Linked DNA regions of Ovis aries: region 1 is linked to region 2. Evidence: chromatin contacts called from public Hi-C data. All regions are on one chromosome and are shown on one strand. Each heading gives the region's core, a stretch centred on a gene start, on an enhancer-like site or on the middle of the called end of the contact. The rest is flanking DNA. Distances are from core to core; before and after follow the strand shown.

Evidence for each region. A called contact is a pair of places that touch in the nucleus more often than the background predicts.
Region 1: a Hi-C map of mixed tissues shows a contact between it and region 2, with 6 times the contacts expected there. The contact joins two enhancer-like sites. A contact is called at or near these places in 6 of 16 Hi-C or Micro-C datasets (hypothalamus, liver, mixed tissues and 3 more).

The regions. Positions count from the first base shown.
Region 1 is chr19:14,966,360-14,970,431 of ARS-UI_Ramb_v3.0, reverse strand. The region is part of intron 3 of GASK1A (golgi associated kinase 1A); the gene reads right to left. Among named protein-coding and RNA genes, the nearest start is that of TRNAG-ACC, 20 kb to the right of the region's middle. Within about 2 kb of position 1,666, at least 5 of the 54 cell types and tissues checked have an H3K27ac peak or open chromatin away from gene starts, as enhancers often do.
Region 2 is chr19:14,880,636-14,884,291 of ARS-UI_Ramb_v3.0, reverse strand. All of the region lies in intron 8 of ACKR2 (atypical chemokine receptor 2), which reads right to left. Among named protein-coding and RNA genes, the nearest start is that of CCDC13, 27 kb to the right of the region's middle. Within about 2 kb of position 1,666, at least 8 of the 54 cell types and tissues checked have an H3K27ac peak or open chromatin away from gene starts, as enhancers often do.

The sequences.
Region 1 (4,072 bases), core at 417-2,916, 86 kb before region 2:
ATTCAAACATGCTTATCATCAGGAAAATGCCAATCAAACCACCACCAAGGGCTTCCGGGGTGGTTCACTGCACAACAATCCCCCTGCAAGGCAAGGGACACGGTATTGATTCCTCATCTGGGGAGACCCATATGTCAGGGGTCAGTGAAGCTCAAGACTCACAACTACTCCAACTCCATGCCCTAAAGCCAGAGCTCCCACAAATGAGAGGCCACCACAATGAAAGCCTGCCCACTGCAACTACAGAAGAGCCCCCGCCTGCCGTGCCCAGGGAAAAACCCGGGCAGCAGGGAAGACCCAGCACGGCGATGGAATCAACTGACTAAATAAATAAATACAGAAGAATTCAATTGAATAAAACAAAAAAATTTTTTTTAAAAACAGAAAAAGAAAGGGAGAAATGTCATCTCTTATCAGTCAGACTGGCCATCTTCAGATTGTCTACAAGCAACAAATGCTGCCAAGGACCTGGAGAAAACCGTGCCTCTTCAGCTTTTCCAGAGATGCAAACTGGTCACAACCATTAGAAAGAAGAGGATGGAATTTCCTTTAAAGTCTAAAGCGAGAGCCAGCAGATCTGGTAATCTGACTTTTGCCTGCATCTCTGGAGAAAATCTTAATTCCAACACACCTGAACCCCGAAGTCTGGTGTAGCCCTGGGCTTACGTGAGATCACGGAAGCCACGCAGATGTCCTTTGACCCTGGAACAATACAGGAATTTCTGTCTATAGAGGCCCTGGACCCTCACTCAGCCCCAAGAAAGAAATGGGACAAAGAATGACATAATGACATTTGCGTGGACATGATGGAGCTAGACATGGCCACACTAACTGAATTACTGCAGAGAGAGAGAGACAAATATGCGACGAAGTCAGAGGGTCCCAGAATAAAACAAAAAACCTTTGGTTGCAAAAGGGGAGAGGTAAAATGAAGGGTCAAAGAGTTGCTTTGGTGACATATGCAAACTCATGTATTCACAGGGAGTTCAGCTGGCTGCTCTGGAACAGTCCTGATGGAAAAAGAACGATAAAAATTGACAATGCCACTGGAAAAAGAAAGTGCAGCTGCAATTCCCCTCAAACCAAAGCAATGATTAATTCACCAAGGTGCCAGTGAAAAATAAACGTTAAATGAGCAAAGGAAAGAAAGAAAGAAAGATCTAATATACTCCCAAGGTCGCCAGGTACCTGGCTGGCATCACATTTCTGGAGTCTGAGCCCTCTTGGATCCTGAGGCTGGACCCCGCGGAGGCTGAAGGAGCTGAAAATGATGGGCAGGTAAGTGAGAACCCAGGACAAGCAGTGCCTCTTGCCCTCCAACTGGGACCCCAACCTGCAAATCCAGGCGGGCCAACCTGCAGCAAACCCATGCCAGGCACACCCAATACCTGGGAGCCCTCCTGGGCTGCAAAAGCTCTTAAAAGTCCCAGCTCCACGTGTCCTGGGAGTGGGGCTTCCACCTCCCGCAGCCATCCTTAGAGTTGCCCCACCTACACGCGGCAGCATCCTCAGCACAGCGGTTTTGCAACAGTTGGGATATGTCTTCCGGGCTGAAGGAGACAGGCTGAGAGGCCAGGAGATACAAGCCCGTGGGCACACTGCACTCTAATTTACAGCCCACAAACAGGCCTTTCACTAAGGCTCTGGTTGCCTGAGCAGGCCGAGGTGGGCTGGCAACGTGCTGCCACCTTGTGGACATTTGTGGGGACTGCAACCAGGGCTGATGGGCACTGCACATTCTCAAAGCGATTTTAGGGGCTGTCAATGTCACCTGCCCTCAAGACACCACCGGAGGCGGGTAATCAAAACGGGATTCGTAAACCGCAGACTTGCCAGAAGCCTGCTGCAACAGATAAACTGACTCGCAGAGTTTAGTGAAATATAAAAACATGGGAAAACAGGCTCAAACACAGGAAAATGCCAATCAAAAGACCACCGAGGATTTCCTGGGTGGTTCACTGGAAAAAAATCCACCTGCCACGCAGGGGACACCGTATTGATTCCTCATCCAGGCAGATCCCATATGCCGAGGATCAACAGAGCCCAAGACCCACAACTACTCCAACCCCCCGCCTAAGAGATAGTGCTCCCCAACAACAGAGGCCACCACAAAGAGTCTGCCCACCCCAACTAAAGAGCCCCCGCCTGCTGCCGCTAGAGAGAACCTGGGCAGCAAAAAACACCCAGCACTGCCGAAAGGTGTCAACGGACTACATAAATACACACAGAAAAATTCAATTGAATGAAAGAAAGGTATTATTTTGAGAGAAAAAAAAAAAAAACAAAAAAGAGAGAGAGAGACAGAGAGGGAAAGACATGTAATATCTCACCAGTCAGAATGGTCATCCTCAGATTGTCTACAAGCAATAAATGCTGCAGAGGGCCTGGGAGAAAACCGTGCCTCCTCAGCTTTTCCAGAGATGCAAACTGGTCACAACCACTAGAAAGAAGAGGATGGAATTTCCTTTAAAGTCTAAAGCCAGAGCTAGTACATTCCCGGTGGTCCAGCGGTTAAGAATCCGTCTGCCAATGCAGAGGACATGGGTTTGATCCCTGGGCCAGGAAGATTCCCCACGCTCCAGGGCAACTAAGCCCGTGAGCCACAACTACCCTGTCTGTGCTCTCGATCCGGTGCCCCAGGACAGGAGAAGCCACCGCAACGAGAAGCCCATGCACCAAACGTTAGAAGCCAAGGGGCAGCAGCAATGCAGACCCAGCGCAGCCAAAAACATGATAAATAAATAAAACTAGTAAACGAAGAAAACCAGACCAAGCAGATCCGGGAATCTGACTTTTGCTAATGTCTCCGGAGAAAGCAGTAATTCCCACACACCTGAACCCCCAAGTTCGGCACAGCTCTATGGACACAGGAGAGAACGCGGAAGGCTCCAAGATGTCCTCGGACTGGAACGATACAGGAAGTTGGCTCTACTGAGGCCTGGACTCTCACTCAGCTTCAAGAAAGAAACGTGACAAAGAATGAAATCATGATTATTTGCATGGACATGATGGAGCGAGGCATGACGACACTAGCTGAACTACTGCAGCGGAGAGAGAGAAAGACAGGATAGAACATCACTTACGGACAGAATATGAAAACCAGCACACATCAACTCCTTACACACCAAGCAGAGGGTCCCAGAATAAAACAAGACGAAAGGCAAGAGGAGGGGATCAGAGAGTAGCTTTGGACTCACATATGCAAACTCATATGCCCACAGGAAGCTCAGCTGGGCGCTCTGGAATACTTCTAATGGAAAAAGAACTTGAAAATAAAAATCCACATTTCCACTGGGAAAAAGAAAATGGAGCTGCTATTCCCCTCAAACCAAAGGAATGATTAAGTCACCTAGATGCCAGTAAAAAATAAAAGTTACGTGAGAAGAGGAAAGAAAGAAACGCCTACCAGATTCCCCTGAGGCCTCCGCGTCCTGGCTGGCGTCACATATCTGGAGCCTGAGCCCTCTTGGATCCTGAGGCTGGACCCCGTAGGGGCTGAAGAAGATGAGCAGGCAAATGAGAACCCGGGAGCAGCAGGGTCTCTTCCCCCATGACTGAGACCCCAACCTGCAAAATCCAGACCGGCCCGCCTACAGCAAACCCATGCCAGGCGCACCCAACACCTGGGGACCCCCTGGGCTGCAAGAGCTCTTAACAGTCCCCGCTCCAGCAGTCCTGGCAATGTGGGACTTCCACCTCCGCAGCCATCCTTAGTCTCCCCGCCTACAAGTGGCAGCATCCTCAACACAGCGGTTTTGCAGCGGTTGGAATATGTCTTCCGGGCTGAAGGGGACGGGCAGAGAGGCCAGGAGATACAAGCCCGTGGGTCTCTGTGCTGGTACACTGCACTCGAATTACAACCCACAAACAGGCCTTTCACTAAGGCTCTGGTTGCCTGAGCAAGCCAAGGTGGGCTGGCAACGTGCTGCCGCCTTGTGGACAACTTTCAGAACTGCAACCTGAGACCCAGAGCTGATGGACGTGGCACATTCACAAGGCGTTTTTAGGGGCTGTCAGTGTCACGTGGCAACCCACTCCAATACTCTTGCCTGGAAAATCCCATGGACGGAGG
Region 2 (3,656 bases), core at 417-2,916:
AATGTAAATATCTGAGTCTTAAATCTTAAATAATTCTTAAATCAATAATTTAATACTGATAATATCCTGACAATATTTTCATTATTTGGGTCCTGGCAAGCAGGACTCCCCATGACTGGGACTCTAGTAGGCAGAAGATGAAGAAACCACTCACTCATGCAGATGAAATTTGTCCTCCAGCACCCCCTACTGACAAAGCTCAACAGTGAGCCTGCTGACAAGGAGGAAACGTGATATCACAAGCAAAGCAGTGAAGGGTGGATTGGAATAAGGAGATGTTAAGTAACAACTGGCACACCTTCTCTAAGGAGGGCTTGCTCTTTTGCTTTCATGGGCTTTTCATAGGTACATAAAAGACAAAGAGTTTCACCAACAGCCTTAGTGAGATTTTGCAACCTCTGCTGGTGGCCATTTCCTTGTTTTCTCACAGATCTCTGATTCAGACTGGCGATAATGAGAGTTTGTTTGCCTTAAACATTTTGCGAAATTATGGTCCCAGGATCAGGCTTGGAACTTCTGGGCCATCTCTGGTATCACCAACCCCAAATTATACAAAACAGGGACCAAAATGTTTTACAATAATTTACTGAAAGGATGTTGGGAGTTCCCTTCCTGATCTAAACAGAAGCATCAATAGAACATTTACCTAACCTATGGAAAAAGAGTGTACATCTGATTTTGAGGGGTCTGAGAGGAGAGGGTTACAGCGGTGGTCAAACAGATAGACCAGCAGGTTTAACTTAACGATGCTTGCCAGAAGCAACAAAGCCTTTCTGAAATGCAAGCCAGCCAAGGACAGAACTTAGGTACAGCACTGCCAGGAGCAGAAGGCAAGGGAGGAGAAGATAAAAGTAAGGCATGAAGGGATCTCATGAGCTTTGCTGCTTCATCCTACATTACACCTTCTGTTCTTCTTCCATGTTGCTCCTTATCCTCTTGACGAGGCCAGACTATCAGGGGTGGCAGAGTCGCAGACAAAATTTCAAGGTAAGATGTTTTCACTTGTAGGGACTACATTGCAGAAGAAAATATGGGAGAGAATGGGGTCATGGAAGATGGGCCTGTGGCCCGACTCCTCCTGCCTCTCCTCATGTTCCCTGGGGCACCTTATATTCGAGAGACCACCACTTCAAGTTTCTGCCATGTCTTGTCCTGTGTCCCTTTTGCCCCTTGGTTGGCACACAGGGAGGTGACTTAAAGAGGAAAGCCACACTGGGGGAGGACAGAGTGCAAGGGCTTGGTAGTCATGAGGCCTTTCTAGCCCCAACTCTGAAACTGACATGTTGTAGGAATAAGGCCCCTCTGGGCCGCAGGGTCTCTATCTGTAAAGTTAGACCTGTTCCAACTCCAGGGCCCTATCAGAAAAGTCAAAGGATGAAAGAGGTGACAGAGCCAGGATTTGGGGAAAAGGTGACGAGAATAAACAGCAGACACAAAAGCCCTTGGTCTGATCTCCTGGTATTAGCACTGAGGAAGGTGACTCACTCTGGCCCACCCAGAACTGCCCATTATTCCTGGCCCACCACTCCCATTTTCTCCTCTGACCTCTTGGGAAGACAAATTCTGTCAAGTCATGGACATAAGACATAGCCTTAGTCATCAACTCAGTAAAAGCTACTAAGAGTCACATGGATGGCTTATTTGCACTTTGTGAGCTAATCTTGTTCCAAAGCTGCATGAATTCTGCCACACCTATGTGGACACACAGAAGGTAATTTTCCTGTGCCTTGCCTCCACCAAAGCCCAGGTTTATAGCCTTCTAGGTACTTTGCATTGATCAAATAGCATGTCTTATACATTCAACCTCTGTAGCCCTGTCACCAACCAACCCTCATCTCTAGTTCTCTCCATCCAAAGCTTGCCCATTCTTCCACCCTGCTCAAGTGTTATTCCAGACCTGCTCTGTTGCTAATTCCACACTATCAGATGGCTTGATGTCCCTGCCCTCAAGACTGTTCTACCCCATAGTGTTCTGACTGCCTGTCAATAAATGTGTCTGCGGAGACTGTAACAAAGATATTACTCATTTAGTCAGCTATTATATACAGTGATGGGCCAGCCCTTACATTATCCTCCTGTTTTATTTAGTGCGCACCACCAAAACAGTAAGTACTTCATAACATAATTTTATTTTCTAATACGATTCTGTTTTCAGAGGTTTCTAGAGAAAAAAGTTTACGTTCTGACTTGAAAACCTTCCTTACTACACTGTATTCCTGACAAGAAACCTCCAGAAATACCCTAATGAGCCCCCGAAATCATTGGTCTTTAATCCTAAATTAGATGGAATAAAATATCTACCTGGCGTGTGGGATGAATTTACCTCTCCCAAATCTCATACTCTCAGATCTTCCCGGAACATTCACATATAGGTGGGCTCTGGGAGAATAATAGGCCTCAGAAACTAATTCATTTTGTTTCCCCCAGAAGTGACCCTCGTCCAGTCAATCTGATCTGACTCTCCTTACCTAACATATTGTGACCTAGCCTACTGAGATTAAAGCTTATGACTAGAACTCTTTTCCTTCCTTGTTGACTTTACACATATTCTTTCAGGTGTATAGATTATTTTATGAGAAAGATTATAAACGGTGAATGGTAGCGAAAAAGCAATTCAGCTTCCCCTTACCACTCCAAATTAGCAAACAACCATCATAAGTCCTGACTGGGGAATGTTGGGCTTTCTCCCTGTGGGTGAAAGTATCCAAGTGGAGGCTGGGTGATCGGTGGCCAGAGGAATTCCACATTGATTCACAGCTGGAAATCAGGAGTCCTATTATTTCAACCTCACAACTCAATGAGTCTCTTTCCTATGCATAGAGAGAGAAAGAAAAAGTGGAGAAGTCCGACTCCTACAGCCCTTGTCTTGGCACTTCATCAGATCGTGTATTAAAGGTTTCATGTATTAAAGTGTATTAAAGCAGATATACTGTCTTTTCAACTAAGTTATAGGTCCCCAGAGGCAGAGTGCACTGCTTTCTTTTCCCATTCCACTCTTGACAGTACACAGCCTAGGGTTCACTGTTTAAAAGGTATTCAATGACCCCCAAATTCTCATCATCCTTTTAATGGCACACTTTAAAGTTACTCCAGAATACTCCATATTCAGGGATATGGAGATACGGTAAAGACTTGGTCCCTGCACAAAAGAAACCCCATAACATCAGTGTGTAGAAAGACTGACTTGTAATGAAGGCTATCTCATAGTTATGGGTATTGGCATATCCAGAAATCACAGTTATGGGAGACAGAAGTTCAAATGAGGAAATTGAACATTCTTGCTTGTGAGATGGATGAAGAAATATTTGACAGATGAAATCCTCTGGACCTGGGGATGAACTGGGACTCAAAGGATGAACAGTGTTTTACCAGGTAAAAAGTGAAAACCTAAAAACTTGGATGCAACACCCCAGTCAGTGATAGCAGTATACACTTTCTTCTCAAGTGCACGTGGAACATTCTCCAGGGTAGACCACATGTTAGTCCATAAAACACATCTCAATAAATTTTAAAGAACTCAAATCATACAAAGTATGCTCTTTAGCCACAGTGGAATTAAGTTAAATCAACAACATAAGGGAATTTAGGGAATTCACAATTATGCAGAAATTAAACAACACACTCCTAAGTAACCAAAGAGTCAAAGAAGAAGTAAC